Linked DNA regions of Mus musculus: regions 2 and 3 are each linked to region 1. Evidence: chromatin contacts called from public ChIA-PET data. All regions are on one chromosome and are shown on one strand. Each heading gives the region's core, a stretch centred on a gene start, on an enhancer-like site or on the middle of the called end of the contact. The rest is flanking DNA. Distances are from core to core; before and after follow the strand shown. Region 1 has its middle 12 kb from the start of Gm34514. Region 2 overlaps Ctnnbl1 (catenin, beta like 1). Region 3 overlaps Ctnnbl1 (catenin, beta like 1).

The links. ChIA-PET counts read pairs in DNA pulled down with a chosen protein or histone mark.
Region 2: an RNA polymerase II ChIA-PET map of memory CD8 T cells shows a contact between it and region 1, with 5 read pairs. The contact joins two enhancer-like sites.
Region 3: a contact with region 1 is called in an RNA polymerase II ChIA-PET map of memory CD8 T cells, with 12 read pairs. The contact joins two enhancer-like sites. A contact is called at or near these places in 6 of 39 promoter capture datasets (3T3-L1-derived adipocytes, the C10 cell line, embryonic stem cells and 2 more), 2 of 484 Hi-C or Micro-C datasets (both in embryonic stem cells) and 6 of 115 datasets of contacts at active chromatin or transcription factors (T-cell acute lymphoblastic leukemia, embryonic stem cells and memory CD8 T cells).

The regions. Positions count from the first base shown.
Region 1 is chr2:158,164,688-158,168,939 of GRCm38.p6, forward strand. No RefSeq gene overlaps it. Among named protein-coding and RNA genes, the nearest start is that of Gm34514, 12 kb to the right of the region's middle. Within about 2 kb of position 2,129, at least 152 of the 459 cell types and tissues checked have an H3K27ac peak or open chromatin away from gene starts, as enhancers often do. A contact at or near this core is called in T-cell acute lymphoblastic leukemia and memory CD8 T cells, where this site is marked.
Region 2 is chr2:157,806,306-157,811,017 of GRCm38.p6, forward strand. Ctnnbl1 (catenin, beta like 1) reads left to right here. Exons shown (of 16, transcript NM_025680.4): 6 at 370-463; 7 at 3,160-3,251. Among named protein-coding and RNA genes, the nearest start is that of Ctnnbl1, 71 kb to the left of the region's middle. Within about 2 kb of position 2,131, at least 76 of the 459 cell types and tissues checked have an H3K27ac peak or open chromatin away from gene starts, as enhancers often do. A contact at or near this core is called in memory CD8 T cells, where this site is marked.
Region 3 is chr2:157,744,675-157,748,924 of GRCm38.p6, forward strand. All of the region lies in intron 1 of Ctnnbl1 (catenin, beta like 1), which reads left to right. Among named protein-coding and RNA genes, the nearest start is that of Ctnnbl1, 9.4 kb to the left of the region's middle. Within about 2 kb of position 2,102, at least 42 of the 459 cell types and tissues checked have an H3K27ac peak or open chromatin away from gene starts, as enhancers often do. A contact at or near this core is called in T-cell acute lymphoblastic leukemia and memory CD8 T cells, where this site is marked.

The sequences.
Region 1 (4,252 bases), core at 879-3,378:
CCCTATCCCGGGCTCTCTCTGTTCTCAGCGATGCTCTATGGTTTTTATTATACAAGCCATGGACTTTCATTAAATTTGTTCCTGAGTATTTTATTCTTCTGGCTGCTGCCGGAACTAAAAATTGCTTTCTTAATTTCATTTCAGACCGTTCACCGCCAGGGTGTAGAAATACCATTGATTTTGTACATTGATCTTGTGTCCCTCAACCTTACCCAAGTGGCTCATTAGTTCTAATAATGTCCTGCGGATCTCTTCCCGCTTCCCTGTATAAGCTGACAGCATCTGCAAAAAGAGATATTTTTGGTATCTTTGTTTGTGTTTTGCTCGTCGAGACTGAGTGTGTAGCCCAGGCTGGACTTGAGCTAGCAACCTTCCTGCTTTAGCCTCGCCAATGCTGGAATCCCAAGGATGCTCCTTCATTCTTGCCCAGGTCATTGTGAAGATGTACCTTTCAGAAATGTCCCAGGGCTGGAAGAAATCAAGATATTCTAAGAAGACACTCTAAAGGGACAGATTATTAAAGCAGTCGATCCCAAAGAAATGGGATTTTCCCCCAGGACTCTCCTTTGGGACAAGCCTGAGGGGAACTTGTCTCTGAAAGAGAATCCACGATGTTCTACCAACTTGTCAGACTTCCTTGCAGGATGAGACTGAATCCCAGACACAGTCAGAGACCAGCAGGACCACACCCTGACTAGCTAGGATCGTTTTCTATGTACATATCATTGGTTTTCTGTTCATAACGTTCACCTCCACTTTAGGACCACCAAAGTAAAAGTCTCTGGGGGGGGGGGGGAGCGTTTCCCAGATCTCTTCTCAGTGTGGACACACCGAGTAAACCTCTCTTTCCTGCTTCTTTTAAAACCTTTTAGATTTATATATTATTTTACATATGTTGAGTGTTTTGTCTGTATGTATGTTTGACATGCACAGTGTCCTCGGAGATCAGAAGAGCATGTCAGATCCCTTGGGGCTGGAGTTACAGATGGCAGTAAGCTGGCCTGTGGATGCTGAGAATCAAACTCAAAAACAAGAGCTCTTAACTACTGAGCCATCACTCCAGCCCACGGTTTGGCTCCTTTAATTAGCTTGCTGAACACGGGTGGTTGAACCTGGCTTGGGCCATAGGCTGGGATTCCCAAGTCTGATAGCAAAAGTAGCCAAATTTCTCCAGGTTACCCTGGCAAGCAGAGGACAGGGGCTCATGGGCACGTTCTCTCCTTTGACCTAGTTCTTGCGGTTCTGCTCACAGGGTGGGCATGGCTCTGCAGCAACCATAACTATAACAAGGCCTCTTGGGAGCATTGTTCATGTTAGCTATTCACAAACTTGTTAGTAGGAAGCTCCCCACCCCTTAATGACTGTTTTGTTAAAGAGTAACATTATGCTTGTTCATTTGAAGTGTCCAGTTAACTAGGTCATGCTACACTGTTATTTGATTGGGTAAGATCCTAACTGTTTCTATAGACGTCTTCTGTTTTGTTGTTGTTATTGTTTCAGACAAGACAAACAAACATCTAACATTTTTAAAAGATATTTATTTATTTATTTATTTATTTATTTATTATATGTAAGTACACTGTAGCTGTCCTCAGACACTCCAGAAGAGAGAGTCAGATCTCATTACGTATGGTTATGAGCTACCATGTGGTTGCTGGGATTTGAACTCCTGACCTTCGGAAGAGCAGTCGGGTGCTCTTACCCACTGAGCCATCTCCCCAACCCCAACATCCAACATTTAAGTCAGGAAACTATAGCCAACGAGCCTCCATTCAGTTACTCCAGAGGGAGGTCCTTGCCCATAGACTGACTTCTGATTCAAATAGCTATATCATCTCCTTCCTGACTCTAGCCTGTTGGTCTACCCTGAGGATCAAGCCTGTATCAATAGTCTATCTGTAAATTGATCTATGTATCTATTCGTCTGTCTATCATTTATCATCACACACACATACGGTTCTGTTTTGTACTTCGCTGAAAAGCTTTAGTACTGGCATACACACAAGGAAGTGCTCACAAGTGAACAGCCTGGTGAGTTTTCACACACTGACAAACCAGATCAGGAAGTGGGGCGCCACACATCTTCCTGTAAGTCCCCTTTCGCTTTCACTGGGTCACTGACCACAAAGGCCTGCAGGCACCTCCCTGCTGTCTGGCAGTGCAGAATTAACCAGCCTCCTCTAGAGCTCTGTGTAGGTGGATCTAGCTTCCTTCCTGGATCTTCCACTCGCTCCCATGTTTGAGTGTGATGCTTCTCTCTGTGTCTCTGTGGACAGTCATGCCTGGCTCCTCTTCTGTGGTACACAGAGTTCTTGGGTTGTCTCACCTCAGGGCGCGAATCCCTTCAGCTCTGACGGGTGTGACACTTTTCCCACTTGGGGCTGTTAGGAGTGGTTAGAACACAAATGTTCTTGCATATGTGAACAGTTTCTAGTTGAAGCTTTACTTTTGGTTTCATTTGGTTTTGAATGAACTACAGTGTCTCATGTAGCCAAGGATGGCCTCAAATTTGCTATGTAGCTAGGATGACTTGGAACTCTTGATCTTCCTGCTTTCAGCTCCCAAGCCTGAACCCACAAGTGTAATTACCCAAGCCTTTTTATTTATATTAAGTGCTTGATCTTACTTTTGAAATGGAACTCATGGGTAATAAAACACACACGCACACACACCAATCATATAAAGAAGGAATAGAAAGGAAGTTACTTATAATAAGATAATGTGTTTCAATATAATCTTGGGAACAACCACCCAGGAAGGGATAAGAAAATATCAGACTCGGGGTCACACATAATGAGTAAATTCAGATTCCAAGGAGGTGAGCAGCCCAGCGACCCTTAGACCCAGGAATCAGGAAGATGAAAAGAAGGGTTTCAGCTGGAAAGGAAAATAATGCCTGCTATCAGGGCAGGGCATAATAGCCTGTGCTCATCTGCATGTGGCCAGAGGAGGAGAAATAACTGTAGCTGAAAAAAGAGAGCATGCAGGAAGACACATGGCACATGTCACCTGCAGAGAGTCAGCAAGGGCCCCCGGAGAACAGAGATACGCAGTTCCCAGCTGATGTCACAATTAGAAAGTGCACCCCTAGCTCAGAGATGCCTCATGTCTGCACCAAGCCTCATGTGACCACATCCCTTATTTGGAAGAGGGGACGAATCACAAGAATCCACCATCTACCCAGTGATATGGGGACGCCAGTGGCACACTAGAACTGGATGCTAAGCCTATGGGGAAGCCAGTGGCACACTACTAAGCCTGTAGGAGCCTCATCCCTCCATCCCCCACACATTGGTTTTGCTATGCTTGCAGGAATTAGAGCCACGCTCAGAACCCTTTTCCTATAACTCTGCCATTGGAGATGGTCCAACTTTCTGACCAGACGGGCTGTGTGGAATGAGAAAATGATTCAGAAACTGAGTCACCGTTCTTGTCCCATGTCTGCTTCTCTGTCAGTAACAACCTGTTCCCGAGCTAGAGTCCTTCTTTGACTTCCTGCAAAGTCCTTTGGCTCTGCTGTGGATGAAAACCTGATCTGTTTAGATTTGTGGTGTGTTTTTTTTTTTTAATTTTTGTTTTTGTTTTTTGTTGTTGTTGTTGTTTGTTAGTGGGCGTTTGAGCGTAGTGAAGGAAGTCAGGGAATGCTCTGTTGGAGGAGAGGAAGAGATGGTTTCGGACATTTTGGCGAGACCCAGGATCCCTGATTCTTGGACCCAAAATATCACTACGACCCTTAATTCCTTAATTGTTGTGACATCCAAAATAACCTTATAAATTGTAAAATGCCCCCCGGAGACCTGCTGACTTAAACTCACACTGCCTCAGTGACCGAGGCTGGCTGGTGTCTGAGTCCAGGCACCGCACAGGCTGTCGGAAAGTGCCCCTTGCCCCTTGTGTTCTCCTCACACTTTGCCCATCGGTCCTGCTGTTCCAGGTCTTTAGACACTATGGTTCTGATGTCCTATGACATATTGGCTCTCCTGAGTCATCTTTCTATTTTAAAGTGATCTGCCGACAACTTGTTGACCTCACAGTGTGAGCCTGTGCTCCATCAACTCCTGAAGAAAGCTTAGACGTTAGCGTTCATCCGCAGAAACTGCAGTTCTGAGTGGAGAGGTGACTTGCACAGGATCACTCAGTGAGTCAGCGGAGCCCAGGACCCAGCAGTTGACCTGTTCCAGCCCCTGGGACCTTTAATTCCTCTGATAGCGACTCAGCAGCCTGGAGTAGGACCACACACCGCTCAGATTTG
Region 2 (4,712 bases), core at 881-3,380, 360 kb before region 1:
CCAATGCCTCATGCCCTGTTTTTCCATCATGTGTAGGTACTGCTGAGGCAGAGCTTGGGGAAGGAGAGGTGGGATGATGACCATGAGAACCTTGCATTCACCAGCTTTGTAACCCTGCCTTTTCCTTTGTGCCACTCATCTCTGGCTTGCCCAGCCGGGGTCAGGACTAACTTGGGGTTAGGAAGCCATTAAGACCCCTTCCTTGCCTCGGAGTGCCTTGAAGAGGCCATGGGTTGAGAGAGCACTGCAGGCTGCCAGTTCTGCACTCAGTTTGCTCATTTGAATGGAGAGCTGTGACTAGGGGAATGGGGACATTTGGGGATTGACCTGTGATGTGTTCTTCTCTTCCTTTGCTTCCTATTCCCGCAGGTGGACGGGCAGGTGGCCGCATTGTTGGTGCAGAATCTGGAGCGCCTGGATGAGTCTGTGAGGGAGGAGGCTGATGGCGTCCACAACACCCTAGGTGAGGGGCTGGCACCAATTAACAACCAAATGGGTTTTGGTTTTTTTTTTTCCCCTATACTCCAAAGCTGCCTTTTAAAAATGAAGACCCATGTGTGCATTTCATGTAACTACAGCTTTGATTTGGTATATAGGCAATAAAAGCTGAAATCCACTAAGTAGGTACCCATCCAAGAGAAAATATAAAATATGCTGGCTCCTAAATTTTATTTTAAGATTTTACTGTTTCTAATTATGTATATATGTATGTTGGGGAGTGTTTGCACATCATTGTGGAGGCCAGGAGATCCTTGTTGGATTTCCTGTGCTAGAGTTAAAAGTGGTAGACCCTCTGATATAGGTGCTGGAAAGCAAACCCAGATCTTTGCAAGAGCAATATGAACACCTCTCCTTAGCAGCCTTTGCCTCCAAAAGTTAAGATGAAATCCTTGTGGGGCCCTTTCTGCCCTAGGAAGCAAAGTTTTAAATTTGTGGGTGATCTCGTGTCAGCTTCCCTCACCCACTTCCTTCAGTGGAGCTGCAGGTGTTTGCACATCTGTGGACATTACAAAAAGGTATTTGCATTGAAAGAGCCAGTGTTTCCTTGTCTTTGGTACAGACGGCTTGGCTAAGTGAGTTAAAATACTTCCAGCGACTCTGCTGCCCGAGTCCCATTCATTTCAGTGCATTCTTCTACAGTCCTTTCCTTCTCCCTCAAATCTCTCCAGCTTCTCCCTTCGCACAGTTGCCATATTTAAAGTCATGCCTTTGGGCAGGCCGCTTCCTCCCTGGCTGCTATTGTGTTAAACCAGCGGTGGCATCTTTGCAAGCTGAGCTCCAGCAATGAAGGGGGCCGAGCTGAAACAGGAGTTTCTATGAGATTAGTTTCCCTCCCGGCTCCTCTGTGCTTACTGCAGATCTCCCTTGTAGTGCTAGACTCTTCAGTGTGGATTATTGTAAAGAAGAGGGAAGATGGGCACCCAGGGAGTATGAGAGGGGAACACGACAGCCTGCGGTTGGGAGCTGGCTCTAGTGCAGAGGCAGAAGTTGGCATTGCCATCTGTCAGCCTAATGCTGGATTTTGCAACATGGAAAGCTTATCAAAAGTCTTAGCTGGCTGTTCATAAAAAGGCCCTGGTGTGGTAGGAAAGCGCAGCTCTGGCAAATCTGCCTGGTCTCTGCTCAGGCACCTACCACACTCAGATTCATGCCTCCTCCTTCCCACTCCTTGGGTGCCTGGTGTTTCTCAGACACAGTACTGGGAGCTAGGGCAGATCAGGAGGAGTCAGGCATGACTAATACAAGGGTGCTCTCATGGGAAAGCCCAGGACAGAGGAAGGAGTGCCAGTGACAAGAGCTATGATTAGTGTCAGTAAGAACATCCTAGAGACTGAGAGCAAGGGCCTTGAGTGTTGCAGGGGAGCTGACTGGGGCCCTTGGCCTGTGGAGGAGTCCGTGGCTGTCTTTGGCTAAGTCAAGCGAGGCTGTGCTTCTGGAAAATGAGGGCGGGAGGTGGGGTTGGGGCAGTGAGATCAGGGAGTGAGTCTGTCCAGAGTTTGGAAGACCCTGTGAACCATGGCAGGAAGTGTGGCTTTGTTTCTTGTGTGTAACAGGAGATCATGTGTAGTACGAACAGAACAAGATAAAATGAACAAGTGCTTGATTGAGAGAGACTGTTTGGTCTCTTGAGTCCCTCTGCTGCTCACTGTCAGCATGTGTCCCCTCCCTCATGACTGCCCGATCTCCTTTCAGTGGCTCTTGAGGAACCTGGCTTGGGTGAAAGAAAGAGCCTGGCTCTTGAGGAGCCTGGCTTGGGTTTCTTTGGCCCTTGCTCCTTCAGAATCCAGGCACAGCAGCACGCTCTGGATATTATGCTTTGAGAACACAGAACAGTGTCTGCCTTGTGAGAGTGGCCTGTTGTAAGATAGGAAGCAGAGGGGCCCTGGAGGGAAGGAAAGCATTTGATGTGGTAAGGGCAGTGGTGGTTTTTTTTAATGCTCTTCTTCTTGATGTCATAGCATGTAATAGCTTTTTTCCCTTTGCCTTCTAACTTTTAATTTTCCTATTAAGTCACACTTTGACTGTTGTAGGAGATAGCAGGACCAATTATTTGCTTCCCGATAGCTGGCAGCTACCTCTGCCGTCATGGCCTTTCCCCTCTGCACGCGTTAGTGTGCTCAATTAAGAAGATCATGCTCACCTCCCTGCCAGTGTCTTGGTTTTCATATGAATCACAATACCACAATGTGTGTGTGTGTGTGTGTGTGTGTGTGAGAGAGAGAGAGAGAGAGAGAGAGAGAGAGAGAGAGAGAGAGAGAGAGAGAAGAGAGAGAGAGAGAAGAGACTACCTGGCCCTAGGAGACCCTGCCCTAGCCTGACTAGCTGCAGACCTCTGGGACTGAGCGTGCTTTGCTAGGCAGCTCTCCACCCATCAGCGTGCTCTGCTCTGGAGTCACCTCTATTAGCATAAAAACCCATCCCTCATCTCTTCTGCGAATTCCGTCATTTTCAGTTATGACTTCTACTTGTAACATAACTTGAAGAAAAAGGGGAAAAAACATAGCAACTCCTTGGTTAATCTAAAAGTGACAACAGCATCTGTTGAGTAGAATACAGGGAAGTGGGACAAAGGCTAAAGTGCTTGTCATGGGAAGTGGGCTTGATGCGAGTAGGAGCAGAGAGATGCTTTCCCAGGTGACTGGTGTCTGTCTCTTTCAGCTATTGTGGAGAATATGGCCGAGTTCCGTCCGGAGATGTGCACAGAGGCTGCCCAGCAGGGACTCCTGCAGTGGCTGTTGAAGAGGCTGAAGGTAAGGGAGCCAGTGGCCCTGCCACCCATATGTCTCTGCTCTGGCTGTGGCTGGTGCCATGGTGTCGATAGACATCCTCCGACCTCCACATGTCTAGTTTGGGAAGTTTCTGGCCCTTTTGTTGCTTGTCTCCATCCCCAATAATCTTTTTGAGTTCTACTTTAAAAAAGCATCTGTTGTTAACAATATCATATATATTCTTTTAGAAAATTTCTGAACATACATAGGAGCTAGTGTTGTATGTTGACGTAAAAAGAATTATATAATGTTTTCTTATGCAAATTGTTTTTTCACTGAACTAATGATAGCCTAGTGTTCCATTGGACAGAAGTACCAATATTATTATTATTTTTTTTTTGAAATAGGGATTCATGTAGTCCAGGCTGGCCTGCAGTTCAGGAGACTTTGAACTCCTGATCTTCTTGCCTCTCCTTTCCATGTGCTGGGATTACATGTGTGTGCCTCCCTGCCCAATTTATGCAGGAGTGGGGATTGAACCCCTGGCCTTGTGCATGCTCAGCCATCACCCTAACAACTGAGCCACATCCTTTGCCGGGCTCTCAGTTTTAATTTTGACTGTTATAAGCAGTTTATAGTGGGTATCACATCTGAACACTATTCTGGTGCACTTAGCTTATCTGTGTGTTAAACCCCTACTAGTGGAACATTCAGGCCATAGGGTATTTGCATTAACGTTTGAGGCAGGTGTTGTAGAATTGTCACCTGTCAAGTTTGCCCTGCTGGCCACTCCCCTGTTGCTCCCGGGAATACCAGGCATCAACATACTTAAGGCTTTCGTGCACTTAGAAGTGAACATTGATGCTAGGCTACTTCAATTTACATTTTTAAATCAAAGAATGTGTATTGGCTTCCAGTTGCTTAGTAGCCATTCATGGGCTTGGGGAAGTGGTCCAGCAGGTAGGATGCCTGTACCCAGCTGTAGTCCCAGCCCTAGGAAGTGGAGGCAGAAGGATCAGAAGTTCAAAGTCACCCTCTACTACACAGTAAGGAGCAGGCCGGCCTGGGCTGTATAAGAGCCTGTCTCAAAACAACAATAATGACAGCTATTTGTATTAATTTCTTTTAGCTTTATATTTGTATCCTTTATCCTTATTTCTGTTGTATCCCTCATTCTCTTTCTTAGCACAGAGTCACCATGTTTTTAACTATTACTGCTGTCCCATCGAGTAAATAAGAAAGGAAGGGAAAAGCCATTAGCTTGACCAACTGTGTGATAGGAAGGCTACTGTGGAGGTCCTCACTAGCAAGATAAGAGAGGTTTCTTTAAGGAGGAATGACTCTTAAAGTAGTCATGGCTTATCCGGAATGTCTGGGCTGTGTCAGGTCAGGTTCACAGTCCTTGTCTTGGCAGGCCTAAGGGGAAGGCAGCCAGACAGTCTAGGTCTTCTCCAGCTCTGCTTATGTAACCCCATAAGATAGACACACACACACATACACTCT
Region 3 (4,250 bases), core at 852-3,351, 420 kb before region 1:
GCAACTTAAGAAAAGGTTTCGTCTGGCTCACAGTTCCAGAATATAGAGTCCTCCCCGGTGGGGAAGGGATGCAGCCGGAGCATGAGGCTGCCGGGCAGGCAGTCAGGGAGCAGAGAGGTCACATTTCCTGTGCACATGGGCACATAGGAAGTGCTGCCAGGCTATAAACCTTCAATGCCCGCCCTCAGTGATGGGCTTCCTGCAGCAAGGCTCTGCCTTCTAAAGAGTTCAGAACCTTCCTAAACAGCGGTACCAACTGGGGACCAAGTGTTCAGACACTGGAGCCTTTGGGGGGCATCCCTCATTCTAGTCACTATCGTTCCATTGTGGTAGGGATCACATGGCAGCCAGCATGTGAGGGCCTGGTCACATTGCATCCACAATCAGGAAGCAGAGATGATCAACTGGTGATCAGCTGGAATTTTCTTTTCACTTATTTCTGGAACCTAGTCCATGGGCTGGTATTCAGGGAAGGTCTTCCCTCCTGGGTCAAAAACTCCCACACAGATACACCCAAAGGTGTGTTTCCATGTTGCTTCTAAAGATTTATTTATTGCTATTTTATAAGTGTAAGTGTTTTTCTGTGTTGTACATATGTGTACCATGTGCATGCTTTGTGGCCAAAGAGGCCAGAGGAGGGCATTAAATTTCCTGAAACCTGGAGTTACAGATGGTTGTGAACTGCCAAGTGGGTGCTGGGAGCTGAATCCAGGTCCTCTGGAAGAGCAGCAAGTGCTTTTAACTGCAGAGCCATCTTACCAGCCTTGGGGGTGGGGTGGGGGGTGGGGGCTGGGGCTAGTCAAGTGCAGATTAACGGTGGGGACGGGATATGTGTGCTGTGGAGTTTCCTTCTTTTGGAAGCTCACCCTCCTCTGCCTCGCTTGCTGGCTGGGATGGTGCCCTTCCTTTCCCTTCCGAGGACGGTTGTCACATCACCTTCTGAACAGTTTTTCTCTTACATTTTTGTACATTTGTTTTTCAAGACAGGGTTTTTCTTTGTAGCCTTGGCTGTCCTGGAACTCACTTTGTAGATTAGGCTGACCTGGAACTCAAGAGATTCACCTGCCTCTGCCTCCTGGGCACTGGGATCAAAGGTGTGCGCCACCACCACCTGGCTCTTATTTATTAGTTTATTTGTTTATTTGTTTATTTATTTATTTATTTATTTATTTTAAATTAGTTATTTTATGTGTGTGGCTGTTTTGCTGCACATATGTGAACCTTCTGGGTGCAGTGCACTCAGAGTCCAGAAGAGGGCATCAGATACCCTGGGAATGGAATTACAGACAGTTATGATCTGCTATATGGGTGCCGGGAATTAGATTTCTCTGGAAGAGCTGCAGTATCCTTAATCAATGACCCATCTCCCAGTCCCTAATTTACCTAATTTAACTCTTTAAAAAAGTGTGTGTGTGTGCATGTGCTCGCACCTGCTGCCGGCTCTCTCACTAATGCTCCATTTTTTTAGTTCAGTGTTCTGTGGAGGTTCCTGCATTTAATTGTCATAGTTCTTTGGTTCCTGTGTCAGAGTTTGAAGAGTACTGGTTTAAAAAACCCACATCGTTGAAGAATGCCTGTGCCCTTTTCTGTCAGCTATTTCTTGGGCCTCACTGTTCCTAACTTTTTTTTTTTTTTTTTGGTTTTTTGAGACAGGGTTTTTCTGTATAGTCCTGGCTGTCCTGGAACTCACTTTGTAGACCAGGCTGGCCTCGAACTCAGAAATCTGCCTGCCTCTGCCTCCCGAGTGCTGGGATTAAAGGCGTGCACCACCACGCCTGGCTTGTTCCCAACTTTTTACTAGGTGTGGCTGTAGGCCCAGTCTTGTCCCTTCAGAGGAGCCCATCCAGTCTTCCGCTTCAGCTCCTTTATGTAGCTACCTGTTAGCCCTGGAGCTCTGATTGACATTTCTTGTGTCGACTGAACTTCTGGCCAGATGTTCAGCTATCACACAATCCTCTGCTTCCTCCTCTGCCCGCCCGCCCGCCCGCCCGCCCTCCCTTCCTCCCAGCCCAACTTTACATTTTAGTCAGGGCTGTCAGCTGCTCAGTGACTTGAAAGAAGCCTTGGGGCTCTTTCTCAGAGATGAAAGTGCTGCGAGATGAAAGATTCTCTCCCCCTAGACCGCATGAGCTTGTGAGCCAACTCCTTCCAGGAGGAGAAGGCCTGTGCCTGTGTGAGTGACTGACTCAGTCTGGGTAGGAAGAGGCCCAGTGAAGCTTGGGGAGCTTGCATTCCAGAGGGAGCTCCAAAGGTTTGAGGTCCCGGCACCCAGTGCCACACAGTGCTGCCACATGGGGTGGCATCAGCAAGGTGTGGGATCCTGAGCCAAACAGTCCCACTGTGGGACAGAGGCTTCCCAGAGGAGGAGGGCTGTGTCCTTAAGAGCCTTCTTTTTGTCCTCGTGTTTCCACCATCACCTCAAGCTGTAGCCCTGCAAGGCTTTGCCACTCAGGTGGCTTCCCAGATGTGGTGCTGTGGTGCTGTTGTCACGGTAGATAAGGGTCCATTTCCTTTGTATGCTGACAGACAATGCTCTTCTTCAGGCATGGAGGTCATATAGAGGTAGATGCAGCAGCCACTCCCTCTCCATTTCAGAAAGACTGGTTGGGGTAGGTCATAGTGAATAAATAGCCTCCTTAATTCTGGGGGTAAAATTGGTGACCAGTCTCTTTCTGTGCTTTCAGTGGCTGCCACTGTTTTTCAGTTGGGGGATTGAATGTATAAGGTTGAACACGATAGAGAATTTTTTCTATATAAAAATGACTGCATCAGGGAATGCAGAGGTTCAAAATAGCTCGTCAGTACTGTGGGAGGAAAGAATGGGAAACCTGTGAAGTAGCTTTAATGTTTAGCATGGCAGATGAATGCAGACTGTGGGTCAGATGGTCTGCATTTGAACCCCAGTCCTGCTGAGAGCTAGCTGTGTGACCTTGGTCCAGTTAATTAACCTCTTTAAGCCTTGGCTTTTATCTTTCAAATGGAGATCATCTAACAGGACTACCTCTAGTTCACCATCTCTAGAAATATTCTTACGTTATCATTACCATCTTTTAAAAACAAACAACCCCAAGGTCTTACCTTGTAGTCCTGACTGCCTTGGAATTCTATGTAGACCAGGCTGGCCTGGAACTCACAGGTCTGCTGCTGCTGATTTTTGAGTGCTGGGATTAAAGGCATGTGCCTCCGTGTCTGGGTATCACCTATATTAAAAAACCCAAAAAAACAAACAAACAAAAAACCAAAAAACAACAGGATTAAATGAGGCAGCGTGGCTGGTATAGTTCTCAGTAAATAGAAGCTGTTTATTTTTGATATGCCAAACAAACATGTTACCAGGAAGCAAGTTTGTCTTAAATTTTGCAAAGCTGCCTCAGTGTTCCCAAGATCTTTGGTTCCTTGGAGAATAAGGCTTAGAATTCAATAAAGCAAAATGAGAACAGTTTGTCACCCACACTTCCACAGTGTAGCATATTCTCAGTAGGCTAGAGCACAGCCCTGTTCCACCACAGTTAGCCGTCACCGATAGCAAAAATTATGCCTCCAGCAGCTGCCATTTGTTCCCCAGGTCTCCTCCTCAGCACTGGGAAATCACAGTTCCTGCTTAGCAGGTACCAGGAGTCTCACTTACAAATCACCTCTTCCTTTGTCTTTTCCTCCCAGTCATCCTGAGGGAAGTGGGTGGTTTTGATCTGAGTCTTTTGTAGCTGGAGAGAAGCTGGAATTAGGAGATGGAGCCTGAGTTCTGAGCCTTCTTTTGCCTTTTCGGAGTCAGCCATTGGCCTTTTCACCTGACTTGTTCAGAGCCGGTTTCTTTTCCATAGAGTTCCAGAGTGAGCTTAGGATCCCAGCTCCATACAGGCTGGCGGATAGACACACAGTGGGTTATCCTTGTCCTGGAGGTTAGTAAATAGCCACGGAGCTCTTATCTTTATTTTTTGGTGTGTGTATGGCCGGGTTGCAAGTGCCCTCCCTCCCCTTGCCCCCTTGGGGTGTGTGTTTGTGTGCACAAGTCAGGGTTACAGGAAAAAATGTTGGTTATCATCTTCACTTACTCTCCACCGTTTGAGACAAGATGTCACCTGGAAGCTTATTTGTCCAGACTGGCTGGCCAGTGAGCTGCAGGGATCTGCCGATCTCCACCTCTCCAGCGCTGCGGTTATAGGTATAGGCTGCTGTGCCTGGAACACAGGTCACTGTGGTTTTGTGACACGTACTTTACTGACTAATCCAATCACCCTGACCCCTTGATT